Regions from separate parts of the Oryzias latipes genome. Here region 1 is linked to region 2. A link is a contact called in public Hi-C data. All regions are on one chromosome and are shown on one strand. Each heading gives the region's core, a stretch centred on a gene start, on an enhancer-like site or on the middle of the called end of the contact. The rest is flanking DNA. Distances are from core to core; before and after follow the strand shown. Region 1 holds the start of farp2 (FERM, ARHGEF and pleckstrin domain-containing protein 2). Region 2 holds the start of LOC101155178 (GTP-binding protein REM 2).

Region 1 (6,619 bases), core at 1,439-3,938, 220 kb after region 2:
ACACTTTCTAGGCCACTGCAGAACCTTGAAATGCTTTAACATTGACACACCTTGGTTGCTCATTTGTTTGTGTTTGGAATCATTGTCATTCTGAAAGATAAAACCATGTTTTATCCTCAACGCTCAGAGATTTAGGAGGTTTTGGTCCAGAATCTTACCATAAGTGGCTCCATTCATCTTTTTCTTCATAATGATCAGTCATTCTGTCCTCTTTGTGGAAAAGCATGATGTTTCCACCCCTATGCTTCAAAGTGGGTCTGGTGTTCATGGGATTTATTTGGCGTTAGTACCAAAGAGTTTCATTTTGGTTTAATTTGACCACCTAACCTTCTCCAATTCCTCCTCTAAATCATCCAGATGGTCTCTGGAGAACTTTAGACATGTCTGGACATCTGCTGGATTCAACCGGGGAACATTTGGATCTCTGCAGGATCTGAATCCATGATGACATCCTGTATTCCAGCTCTCTTTAGGTCATTGACCAGTTCCCCCGTGTAGTTCTGGACTTTTTCCACACCGTTCAAGATAATTTGTTCTCCACCAGGTGAGATCTTGCATGGAGTACCAGGTAGATTGTCAGTGATTGCTCCAACAGTTGATCTCTTCTCTCTAAGCTGTTTGTCTATTGCAGATTGATTTATCCTAGTCTTGTTCAGGTCTACAATCTGGCCGGCCCCTACTATCTATTTATGGTGGAGAGGTAGCAGTCTGACTGTTTAAGGGTGTGGTCAGGTCTATTTTATACATATAACCAGTAACACAACAACAACATTAATAAAGGTAAACAGTGCAGGATAGAAGAGCTTCCTCAAAGAGAGGCAAAAGGTCAGTGAGGAACAGAATTCTTGTTTGTTGAAGATAAATCCTCATTGTCTGCTTCATTATACAAATAAATTATTTAGGAATTGAACAATGTCATTTCCTGGATTCTTTTTTTCCACATTCTGTGTCTGATAATTGAAGGGTTCCTTTGTTGGACATTACGGACCACATTCATCCTTTTAAGTTGGACAACAGGTGACTGCTGAATTGTGCCATACTCTGTATGTGGGTGTGTGGTTGTGTGTACAGCCTTTGTTTATTTTACTAACAAATTTGATAGTAAATGAAGTTTGAACCATCATCTAGGCCTGCACGATAAATCGCAAATTTACCGTTATCGCAATTATCAAACAGTGCAATATGCATATAGCAAAAGACAGCGAAAAAATTGCAATAAATTGATAACTTAAATGTGCTAAAACAATCTTATGGCAGCTTGAAGTATTTAACAAATCAAATAAATTCCTTCACATTGTTGACCAATCGGATGGAGCCTTTTTACGTTAGATGTTCGCCTCCATGTAGACGAGGGTCATTTGGAGTATAATTTAAGTTGCTAATGTTCATGTATCGCAAAGTATATCTTCATCGCAATATTGATCATTAATATGGCATTTTGCAATATCATATATCGTACAGCCCTACCATCATCTGTTACTTTATGTGGTTATTTCCAACAGAATACAAAAGTAGGAAAACAACCACCACCATAGTCCAGCTTAGATTTAGAGCAACGTTAAAGTTCCCTGTTGAGTTCCACGGCTTGTCCTGAATAAGACGCCTTAGTAAGTAGGGATTTCGGCACCAAAGCCAAACGGCAGCTGTCACCAACCCAAGCCGCATGCAAACGGGGTAACCCAGGACTGTCCCAAAGGCCAGGTTTATCCTGAAGGTAATTAAAGAGGGCTAAGGGAAAACCCAACTTACATCGATGTCAAAGAATTCCTGGGAATCGTCCAGGCCCTTCACACGGACCTGCAGGCCTCGACCGGGGCTCTTGCTCCCACTGACCATGTTCCCGCTGAGACTTTGGCCGGCCTCCAGGGTGCTGATTCCGGCGTTAAACTGGGCTCCCAGCCTCGTACCTGGGGTCTGCAGAACTCGATAGGAACCCTCTATTTCCCCCATTAGTCCTTAGAGCTGCTGGCTCCTGCAGGCAGACAGGGACTATACTGTTATTTCAATCAAACAAAAAGACACTTTATTTTGGTGAAGGGAAATTAACGACCAGATTGTGACTGGAATTTTACAATAACAACATCAGGCTCCATATAATGCATTTTGTAATATAATATAATTATGTGTTGACTAAAAGCCATGTGCATGATGATGTGAAAAGTACTTTGAGAACATGAGGTGGAGCTTTAAATACGCTGAGGCATATTTTGTGGAAAAAGGAGCGGCTGTGTGTTAAAATTAAGACTTTTTTTAAAAAAAAAATCTTATTGTAAATAGTTATTTTTTTCTCCTTTGAAACCGCACTAACACTTCTGGTTACATATTTTCACACATTTGTATGACTTTCCAAAGTTTTTAGACGTTAGATTTTAGTTTGACAAATACATCAAAGTAACCGACGTGGGGCATGCGGCGTGCGCGGAGGGGTATCGGTGGAAGTTTATTTTCGTTTCGCGAGGCACCGCTTCACCTCTCGACTCGGTACGTGACTGGCGAGCGGCGAAGACGACCTTTAAGCTCCTCACCAACATGTCTGCCTCTAAATCCTCGCTGTTCAAAAACAAACACGTCCTCTAGAAGTTTAACTTACCGTTTTGCCCAAAATCTGGTACAACGCTAAAACTTTGCGACATCGAGCAGGTCGCCGCTCCGGTCCGTTGTCGACGTCACGCGGAGTGCGCACTCACCCTGCTCTGTGATTGGCTGACAGCAGGCACGTTCGTGCTGCGATTGGTCCCGAGGTGACCACGGACAGCAGTGCTTGAAGAAGAGATGGACCTTCTTTACACACAGATTTAAGTGAAGCATGTTGAAAAACGGTTGTTTCTGCTGAAAGGGACACAAGTTATACATATAAAAAAAACTTTTGACGCACCTTTACGTAAACTTAAATGAACTTTCACTAATTAAAAGATTAATTAATCCAAGTATTTGACTCTGAGCGACACTGTTTCCACCGAGGTATGTTAGACATAAACTGGCCTGTCAGTACATGTTCAGATCTGGAAAGACACCTGTCCGTGTCGACAGACAGGAGTCCGAGCTAGGTCAAGACATTCATGGGGAAAGTGAAGCTCCACTGAGTGGTAACTGAACTAAAATAATCAACGTTTTACAAAGATTGGAAGGCAGACTGCTTTGTAACCTGACGATGGAGCTCCCCCTGCCGGCCGCTCTGCAGAAAACATCCAACTTCCCAGAAAAATTTTGACAAAAACGGTTTGTCTCAAAATAAAAGCACGTGAAATTTGTAAATATGCTTACTTAGATAACTTTTTTTAAAGTACTACATAAAGCAAAACAGAAATGTTTGACCAAGTAAAACCAATTATGAGTATTTTAATCTAATTTATCTCCAACAATCCTTAACAAAAATTAACAGTACACGATAAGTGTACTTTACTAGGTATACTTGAGTATGGTAAGTGTACTAAAGACAATGTACGTGTTGTGTTGAAAGTATACTAACTAAATACTTAAGACCTAAACATTTTGGGTTTAAAATATATAGAAAGTTTACAAAAAGTGAACTTTAGTTTAACTGCTTCACTTTCAGAATGAAATAAGTACACTTGTAGTAGACTTAATTACACTATTTTTTGTTACGGGAATCCTTGGCAAAAAGTAGTACACTTGAAGGTTTTTTTTATGAAGTATAGCTTACCTGATTAAGTCTAGCAAGTATACTGCATACCAAATACATGTAGAAGTATACTAACTGAATACTTTATAGACTAAATCTGAACATTTTAAGTTTGAAATATATAGAAAGTATACAAAACGTAAACTTTAAGTGTCCTGCCTCAATTTTAGTATAGACTGAGTATACTAGTAGTACACTTAAGTAGACTAGTTCTCGCTAAAAGAACCCTAAGCGAAAGTATCACACTTGAAGTTTATTCAAATAAAGCCTAGTTAAATATCAGTTGAGTATAGGAAGTGTACCAGTGACCACAGGTGTTGACAAAATACTTATTCAGACATAAATTAGAACATTTTAATTTTACTGCAGTATAAGTATAGCAAGTGCACTATAGACCATGTGCATGTAGTGCAGGACATAACATTACTGAATTCTTCAGACTAAATTGGCACATTTTATGTTGATGATATAAAAATAGTAGCCTACATAAAAAGTAAACTTCAAGCAAAATCCCTCACTTTTAGCATGGGCTAAGTATACTTGCAGTACACTTAAATAGACTACTTTTTGCTGAAGAAATTCAAGATTGTTTCAACCTAATGTGGGCCACATTTTTCAATAAGGTCAAATATGCACCCAACAGATTAAAGTGAAGAGCTTTCACTGTCGCAAGAACAGGCAGACAGCTGGATCCAATTGCAGCATGTTTATCAGCTCAACTAAAAGTCTACAAAGCTAAATCAGGGTCAGGCAGGCAGAGTTCAACAACAGGCATGAGATCTTCAGATGAGAGACAGGGGTAGATGAGAGACAGGCAAGAGTCAGGGCAGGCAGAAACAGGGTAAAGAGACAGAAGGTCAGGTCCACCTATAACACTATATAACGAAGACACAAAAAGTACTTCACACTGAGTGAGGCTCAGTGCAATGCTTAGGTATGCTGTGGTTGATTGAGTGACTGAGACTCAGGTGTGCAGCATCCAGGAAATGTGCGCTGGGGGTTGCTGGGAGTTTTAGTGTGGCTATAACTCTGAGGACGGCTCCTGCCTGTGACCAGAGGCTCTAACTTCTGACCCTTGTACTCAGCAAGCATTTAATGATTGGATAAAGAAAAACAAAGAAACATCCAGCAGTACTAGACTCTGTGAGAGCATTTCTCTGCTGCAAGGACAGGAAGGAGACAAACAAAAAGTTTTGGAACATCATTTCTGGGACAAAGGAGAGAAAAGAGAGTAAAAACAAAAACGACCTTTGAATTTATGGATGATATAAAAGTACTGTATCCTAAAATGAACTTCATCAATCAAAGTCTTAGGCAGCACGGCTCCACGCTAACTTTAACAAAAAGCTTTACTGAAAGGGGAGGTTTTAAGTTTAGCCTCAAAGACGGTGATTGCGTCTGCATGCTGAACTGAAATAGTCAAGTCCACAAAAGAGGTGGTCGATAGCTGAAGGCTCTGCCCCCTATTAACATCTAAGAAATGTTGGAACTACAAGAAATCCTTCAGACTAAGAAGAAAGTGTTGTGTTTGGAAAATATGGATCTGTGAACTCTTCTTGACATAAGATGGAGGTTTATTATTCAAAGCCATACATGTTTGTAAAAGATTTTGCAATACGTTCATCTTTTTGCTAGGCAGCAAATGGAAAGAAGCAGATTTTACTGAAATAAAATCCTGTCCACCATGTTTCATTGGAACTCTGGCTGCTTTCCGTATGATCTGCTAGGGGTTTTTAGGGAAGTTTAAGAACATCTTAATGGTAAAAAAATCACAATTGGATTATTTTAAAGCAATAAATGCAATGACACCTGAAATCTTAGGGTTTTTCATTATTTATGTCAAGCACTGTCATCCCGGTTGCAGATGGGAGCCTTCTTGAAATAGTTAATGTAAGACTATTTGCCTTCAGTAATTATATTTTTTTACACATGATCACAGATTTCTTAAATCTGATTAACAATTGCTAAGTTTAAATCTTGAAACTGCTTCTAGAGTCTGAAATAGCTCAATAGTGTCAGAAGCAGAGAGGCAGACTTGAGTCAGAAATGCAGAAAACACAAAGCAAAGCTAGTGTGGATTTGTTCGATGTCTCTTGAAGAATCTGAGGGGACCTATTTTGTTTCTGTGACAGGTGGTTTTTGCGTCAGTAACTGTGTTTGTCTTGGATTTGAGCATGAAGCCCTTCAGCCTTGAGTTTGTTTTTAAAGTACAAACTGAAAGCTCTTGACTCTGCTGGCACTGTGCTCATGCTGCAACTTTTCTGAAGTCACTTGGAAAGTTTTGATCAGCTGGCTGCTTAGCAATGTGGTTTCAGTCCTTGAAAACGTCAAACGTCAACGTCTTGAAAACCCTCATAATTTCCCTGACTTCCTTTTGGCTCTGTAGCTGACAACATTTGCTATACTGTATGAAACAGCATGAGAGAACTACTTAAAGTGTTTTACAATTCATCATTTTTAAACTTCAGGAGTCATTCAAAGCTGGTTTCTATCTTTAACTTTTATAAAACCCAAAATTATTGCTATATTTGAGCTGTTTAACTTGTTAGTATTACATGCGAAGCTGAGGAGGAGCCGGCTTAGACAGCTCAGGCATTAATTTGAGCTGCCCAGACGCCTCCCTAGGAAAGTATTTTGGGTATGTCCCATTAGGCAAAGGCCCCAGGGGAAGACCCAAGACGTGCTGGAGGAAGAGTGTCTCTCTGCTGGCCAGGGAGCCCTTTGGAGCCCCCCTCTCTAACAAGGCTGGACGTTTCTGTGAAGTGGAAGGTCAGGGCACCTCTGCTCAGACTGTATGACTTGGCTCCGGATAAGCATTGGAAGATGGTTGGATGATCATGGATGGATGAATTTAGACATATTTATATATTTCTTTATATATAAATATATATACTTTTTTTACTGGATTTTTAGATACAATTATTCTTTACTGAGCAGAAGAAAAGATAAAAATAAGTGATTATCACAAACTGGATT
Region 2 (6,525 bases), core at 238-2,737:
GAATGTCATCCAAGGCAGAGTTGAAGCTGTTTGGAGAAGCTGAGGGTCCAGCTGCACCTGAGGTCCATTCTACATCCTCGTGGACGGCTTCTTCTCGCCGGAGCTGGTGCTTCAGCGGCAGAGGAGTGCTTCCTCTGCGGACGGTCGGGGTGCTGGACAGAGTCATACTGTCACACTGGTAGGAGAGACGCAATTGAACAAATGATCAATCTGAAACCTTTTTTGAATTTGAAGACTTGTTGGCCACCTTCCATTTTTGCTTTGCTTACATATGACATATAAAACATCTCCTGTCACAAACTTTAACATGATAACATGAATCCCTAAAAATATTATTGAGAGATAACTATATAATAAAACATTTGATCCAGTTAGAATTTCTTCTCTATATGAGTCCAAGAATTTTATAGACAGTGAATTTGGTTTGCGCAATAATGGAAATAATGGAAACTTGGAAAATTGTGGGGAAAAAAACTTTATTGGGTTAAGGAATTGTTTTAAAGCATATTAATGGGTCTCTGTTTCTTCTTGTGTGTTTTTTATTTTTTTTATTTTTATTTTTTAGCTTTTTTGGGAATTTTTACTCAACCTAGGCTTAAAGAACTTAACTTTTTACCTAACCCAACTTGTTTATATTGCTTAAGTTGGGTAAAAATTTCCAAAAAGCTGGGAAAAAAAACATACAAGAAGAAGAAAAAACATGGAACCTTTAACATGCTTAGTGCCTAATAAATGGCCAAACAATGTATAAATTAGCGTTTTGGACTCATATTTCAGTAGATGAGCCAGCATTGCCATTCTAAGGGGGATTCGAGAGTCCACGCTTGCAAACTTCACATCTAGTAATTTTTTATGCAGGACACCCACATCGTGCAGCACTGCCCACCCACAACATCCACTCTCACTCGACTCGCAAGAAAACGTGACAAATCGTAGCCTCTCATCACGCTTCACGTCCCTTACCTTGTGTGCAGTCTCCTCGGCGCTGAGTCTGTGTTCGGGCACATCTGTCGGCATCTGCAAACTGAAATCAATCAATCTGTGAGGAATCCACACAAAGAGGCACAAAGAGAACAGAGCCACCCCTCTGAACCCCCACCCTACTCACTTGATGAGCCAGGGTATGCAGTTCTGAGCTCTCACCTGTCAGGTGTCTGGATGCAACTGCAAAGGAAGCTCCTTCTCTCCTTATGTCTCTTTGGCTTTCTCCCCGGTGCTCTCTCTCTCTCTCCTCCTCCTCCTCCTCTTCCTCAGTTAACGTATCTCCCTCTCTCCTGCTACTCATGTTAGGGTCCAGTTCTGCGCACGAGTCTGTCAGTCATTACACTGACTGACAGTAATATGAGATAAAATGCCCCCCCCATCATCTGTGAAAGCGTGACATCGCTGCGATCAAAGCAGAGCGGATAAATGCAGGCAGCCTGCAGTTTTCTGCAAAGATGCTCCGTGCCACAAAAGATGGGAGGCGGTACAGAACGCCACCGCTAGGGGGCGGTGTAACACAAGAGTCCTCAAAGAGAGTTGAGGGCTTTTTTGTCCTAGTACTCTATTTGAGCTCATGCTTGATTTATTTCTGTTAAAAAAGTGGAGACCGAATAAAAACATTTCTACCAGAACCACATCTACCATCTGTTGCATTTGTTAGGAATGGGTTCACGGCCCCTGTCCGTCTCCTTACCCAATATTTGGATGTGTTTTCTGTCAAAATGTGAGCAGGACCATGAGCAGTGGTGCGCCCCTCCCACACAATGCCACAATAGACTCCGGCAGTGAGCTATTATAGCCCTAATCCAGGTCCTATTGTACAGGCCAAAGAGAGGGAGGCAGAGCTGGAGATGAGGTCATCCCAAACAGCACACAACCAGGGTCACAGCCTCACTATATGGAGGCTGAGGGATAAAGACAGGCATGGAGCCGGGCACAGAGAAAAGGCCCGCATGGCGCTGAACGTGGGAGATGCTCCGATAGGGGAACGGAGGAGGTCAAAAGCCACGCAGGACGCACAAAACGCAGCCGACACACTGTAAAGGATGTTAAAGAACTTTGTTTATTTCATAGGCATATAAAACCACACTACAACAAGAGCAGAAAACCAGGATAATGGCCATTTTTTGTTCTGTTAATTCTAATTACAACTGAATAAAAGAATAAACTGTAGGAAAGTAAAAATACATGCTAATGGAATAAAACCAGTTAAATAATTAGAATCCGTACATAAATAAACGGTAAATACATCATAAATAAGTGAATAAATAAAAGAACAACTTATTGGAACCTACACCCAAACAAAATAAATAGCTCTAATGCACAAAACCTGGCAAACGTTCCATGGGACATTTAAGAAAGAGTCTCCATGAAAATCTTTTTTTTTTTTTGCATTTCTGTTTATCCCTGCACCTTAAATGAGTCATCAGTATTCCATAGTCACCAGCTCTCTAGTGCCACGTTGAATATAGTGATTGTTCACAAACGTCTGAGCTGTTTGACTCCCCCATAAATATGGTATTTAGGCCGGAGAACTAGACAAAACCACACAAATCATGCCACACCTTTATGTTTTCTTCTGTCTTTATCATTTGTTGTCATCAAGCTCACCATCGGCCCCCGTCTGAGTCAAGAGTCCCACAAAAACATGTTTTTTCAGAGCAAAATGACAAACCTACACCCTGTCACTGTAATGGCTAATAAAGTCTTCAACTAACAAAAAGAACTTTTCTTTGCTGAAACCCAAGAGCTATATTTCCACTATTCGTTTAGCACAATCACTGGAAAATTCCCATGAAAGGTATTCTTTTACATTCTTTCATCTATGATTATTCATCTTACAAAGAATAAGAAGTCTTGGTGAGCTTAAACACTTTGGTAGGCAACTGTGAAATATTAGCTGGCGGATATTCAACTGCATACTGTGGACACTTCCATCCAGGCCCATACCACTCCATGTGTATCACCACTGCACTACTCAGACCTCTGCAGCTTTAGCAGCACATAAAAATGAAAATAATTAACTACAGCGAGCTTCAACCACTCATTTGGAGAGCAGATAAAGTGTACTTTTGCATAGATATCATACTCATCTGTGTTTTTTTTCTCTCTTTTTGCATAATGAAGCGATTCCGGTGCATTCTCAAAGTTACATTTGTCAAATGCTGCACTGAGGAGCTCTGCGCTGGAGAGCTGTGCATTCACAGTGAAGGAAATCTAAGTCCATAAAGCGGCCGAGGCCCGAGTGACACCCCTTCAAACAAAAGTCAGTCACTCACAGGGAGATTTTTGCTGTTGTGCAGCCCCACACACTATCTGCCAAAGCCTGCCTTTTCTCTCTCACGCTCACACGGCCCACACAAATACTATACTCCTCTGAAAGTCTGATTACTCGACAGCTGATGCTCCATTTAGGCTGGTCGTCCTCCTGAGCTGAACTCAGAGGAAGTAGTCAGGTGGTGGGGAGGCTGGGTTGCCTGTGCGTGTTGGAGGAGCATCTCCACCGGCTCCAGGGTTGGTGCTGAGGAGCTTCTCGTACCGAGCCTTGTAGGCGTCTCTCTCCCTCAGCACTCGGGTCAGCTCACACTGTAGTTGCTCAAGCTGAAATAAAGACCCAAGGAACAAAAACACACACTTGAATCCTCAATTTTCTATAGGAGTTATTTGGCACACTCCAAAATACAAAAGAAAACTATTAGGGGTCTAGAAGAAAAACGGGCCCAAGATCCTGGTCATCAATTACTTTTTAAATTTTAATTCTTGAGTTGCAACTCTGTCTGAACTGGATTGACCTCTACTTGTCAACATTTCCCTCTTCTGAAAAAAAAAAATGGATCTTGTTTTTTTGCAGGTGTTCAGATAATCAGGAGAAGATATGAAAAACCCACGATGGGGGGGGGGGGGGGGGGGGGGGGGCAGACTTTGGGCAAAGAGGGTCAGTTTTACAAAAGGTGAAAATGTGAGGGCCAACCATTCGGCCTGCATTCTCCGAACCCTTATAATAGCATTATAATAGAGATATTTAATGAAAAGAAATCTTTCCAATGGGATATTTTTCATTTAAATACATTTTAACCAAAATTATTGTGAATTTCTGATTTGAAGTCCAGAACTAAAATGAAGAAAATGTTTGTCTGGGTTGACATGAAATGTTATACATTATTCATTATAAATCTTCATTATTAAAATCTTACTCAGACTTACAAACCAAAGTGTTTTTGATCAAAGAAAATAATAAATGATGTTCTTCTGGTTTGTCCCTGTAGGCTGTAAAGGTCAAAGCAACAGGTTGTTGCCAAACCTTTACAACAGCCTACAACTAAATTTAGCCAATCACAATGAAAAATCCTACACAGGCTAAAGAAAGGGCTTTGGGCCATTAGGTTAATTTTTTATGACAAGAGCCTGTGGCCGACAGAAATGTCAGCCGGGCCACATTCGGGCCAGGGGTCGGACTTTGGACATGCCAGACTGATGTACAGAAATCCGGTGCTAAGATCTGGCACTTTGATTTGTCTTTTGTATGCGGAGTTGTGAGCAATTTATTTCAGATCATGACTTTACACGAAACAGTGTGTGAGATCAGGGGTTGTTCACCTGTTGTGTGAGCACGTGCTTCTCCGATTCCAGAGCGTGGCGGTGCTGCAGGCGCTTGTAGCGGCACGACTGCGCGTACCCGCGGTTCTTGAGCGTGCGCCGTTTCTGCTTCAGGCGCACCACTTCATCCTTGCTGACGCCGCGCAGGTGTCGGTTCAGCTCCCGCACTGACAGGCTCACCAGCTGCTCGTCAGAGAAACGCTCATTCACTCCACTTTGCTGAGCAGATGGAGGGAACACAAGGAGGAGATGCCTTTCTCACCGTTAATTGGCACAGACACGCGCGGAAGTGACATGAAGTGTGCGCATTTGGTGGAGGAGTGGGAGTTTGATTCTGTCCAGGTGCGCTCCTTTATAAAACGGGGAAGTGACAAGTGTATGGATGATGAGTCAAGTTGAGTGCGCAGGCGCGTGCTGTGTGCAGGTCTGTCAATCAGGGGGCACATTTCAGCGCCACATGTCCATAATCTGTCATGTAATCTGACTAAGTGTGGGTGACAGTTATCAGGATTACGCACAGCAATAATAGCAGATATTATGGTAAGCTCACACTGTGCTCTACATAAAGATTCATCCAGTTAATCAGCCGGAACACAAAGTTTGTTTACTGATTAAACTGCATCGATCTACGAGGACAAGAATGAGTTGTTGGATTTAGTGCAGAAAGAAAAGAAAGATTCCTTAAAGCTCAAGACTAACATCAATAGGAAGTCTTTTAGAATAGATTACATAGACATTTGCAGGAAAGTATGCCTAAAACTATTATTTTTCAATCTGACGTGTAACCCCTTGACACCTATTGATGCAATTACGCATCAAACCACTTTGGCTCCAAAATGACCTTAACTTAGCATCTACTTGAAAGCAAAAGCACAAGTTAATTTGTTTTTCATAGCTGAAACAAAATTCAGGTGATCAATGATAAGAAAACAAAGGGATCTTTTTTTGTTGTTGCTAATAACAGATTAGACCACATGGTTTTTTGAACTGCGTCCCACATTAAAACAAACAATACATTGATTTAGAGATGATTCTATTGCCCACTAAAAGTTTTAAAACTCTACAAGTCACAAAAATAACCCTTTAAGTGGTCCGTTACATGAATAAGGGAAGTTAGTGTGGTTGTGTGATGTAATTTTATTCTGGCATGAACTGATCCTCTTTGTTGTTGAGCATCTTCCTCATCAGGAAGCTTTCACCAGACTTCTGAATTTGTGTGTACCTGGCTGACTTGGTGGTGATGATGGTGATGGCTACCATGCATGGGGTGGTGTGGATGATGCTGATGATGGTGCTGGTGGTGATGAAGGCGGCCCTGGGGGCTGAGGGGCTGTGGGAAGGGAGCTGACATGGGAGTGCCGTTGGACAGTGACGGGGGGGCTGATGACAGAAAAACAAGCGGGCGATGGCACATGTCTGCTGCCTTGGCGCAGGAGATGTCTCCTCCGCTGTCGCTGCTGGAGTCTCCCAGGTTGGAGCTCGAACTTTGGGAAAGACCTGGAAACTGTGGAAGAGATCAGGAAGAAGATGGAGACGGCTAATCTTGGACATGTGGTAAAAATAAAGAGGTCACAGGCATAGTTGTTACCTGTGAGCTGACCGCTGCAGCAGCAGAGTTGAGCAAAGCCTCCACAGCATCCTCACAACCCAGGAAATTGTTGACCGGCCCCCTCTCTCTGTCCCCTCTGTCTTGCACCCCTCCCAAGGCTCCGAGCAAAGAGGCGGGGCCTGCCATCTCACCTCCAAACTGCTGTTGCAGAGCAGCCAACCAGATCAGGTCCTCCAAGGAGGCAGGGGTGGGACCCTGAGGGCCTCCATGAGCTGGACTTCCCTCCACAGTCCCCTGGGAGCCAGAGCCGATGCCAGACGTGAAGCTGTTGGAAATGGAAAGGGGGAAGGAGATGGAGGAGGATGATGAGGAGAGGGAGGAAGAACCTGAAGGTG

Evidence for each region. Hi-C and Micro-C count contacts between places; a contact is called where the count stands out from the background.
Region 1: a Hi-C map of embryo shows a contact between it and region 2, with 2.1 times the contacts expected there. The contact joins the promoter of farp2 here to the promoter of LOC101155178 in region 2.

The regions. Positions count from the first base shown.
Region 1 is chr4:4,221,218-4,227,836 of ASM223467v1, forward strand. It overlaps farp2 (FERM, ARHGEF and pleckstrin domain-containing protein 2), which reads right to left and starts at 2,689. Exons shown (of 27, transcript XM_011473774.3): 1 at 2,591-2,689; 2 at 1,750-1,972. The coding sequence starts at 1,950.
Region 2 is chr4:3,999,688-4,006,212 of ASM223467v1, forward strand. LOC101155178 (GTP-binding protein REM 2) reads right to left here and starts at 1,488. Exons shown (of 6, transcript XM_011473766.2): 1 at 1,144-1,488; 2 at 964-1,024; 3 at 1-175. The coding sequence starts at 1,017. LOC105353878 (transcription factor MafA) reads right to left here. Exons shown (of 5, transcript XM_023954018.1): 2 at 6,170-6,525; 3 at 5,804-6,085; 4 at 4,582-4,800; 5 at 2,027-3,585. The coding sequence ends at 3,424.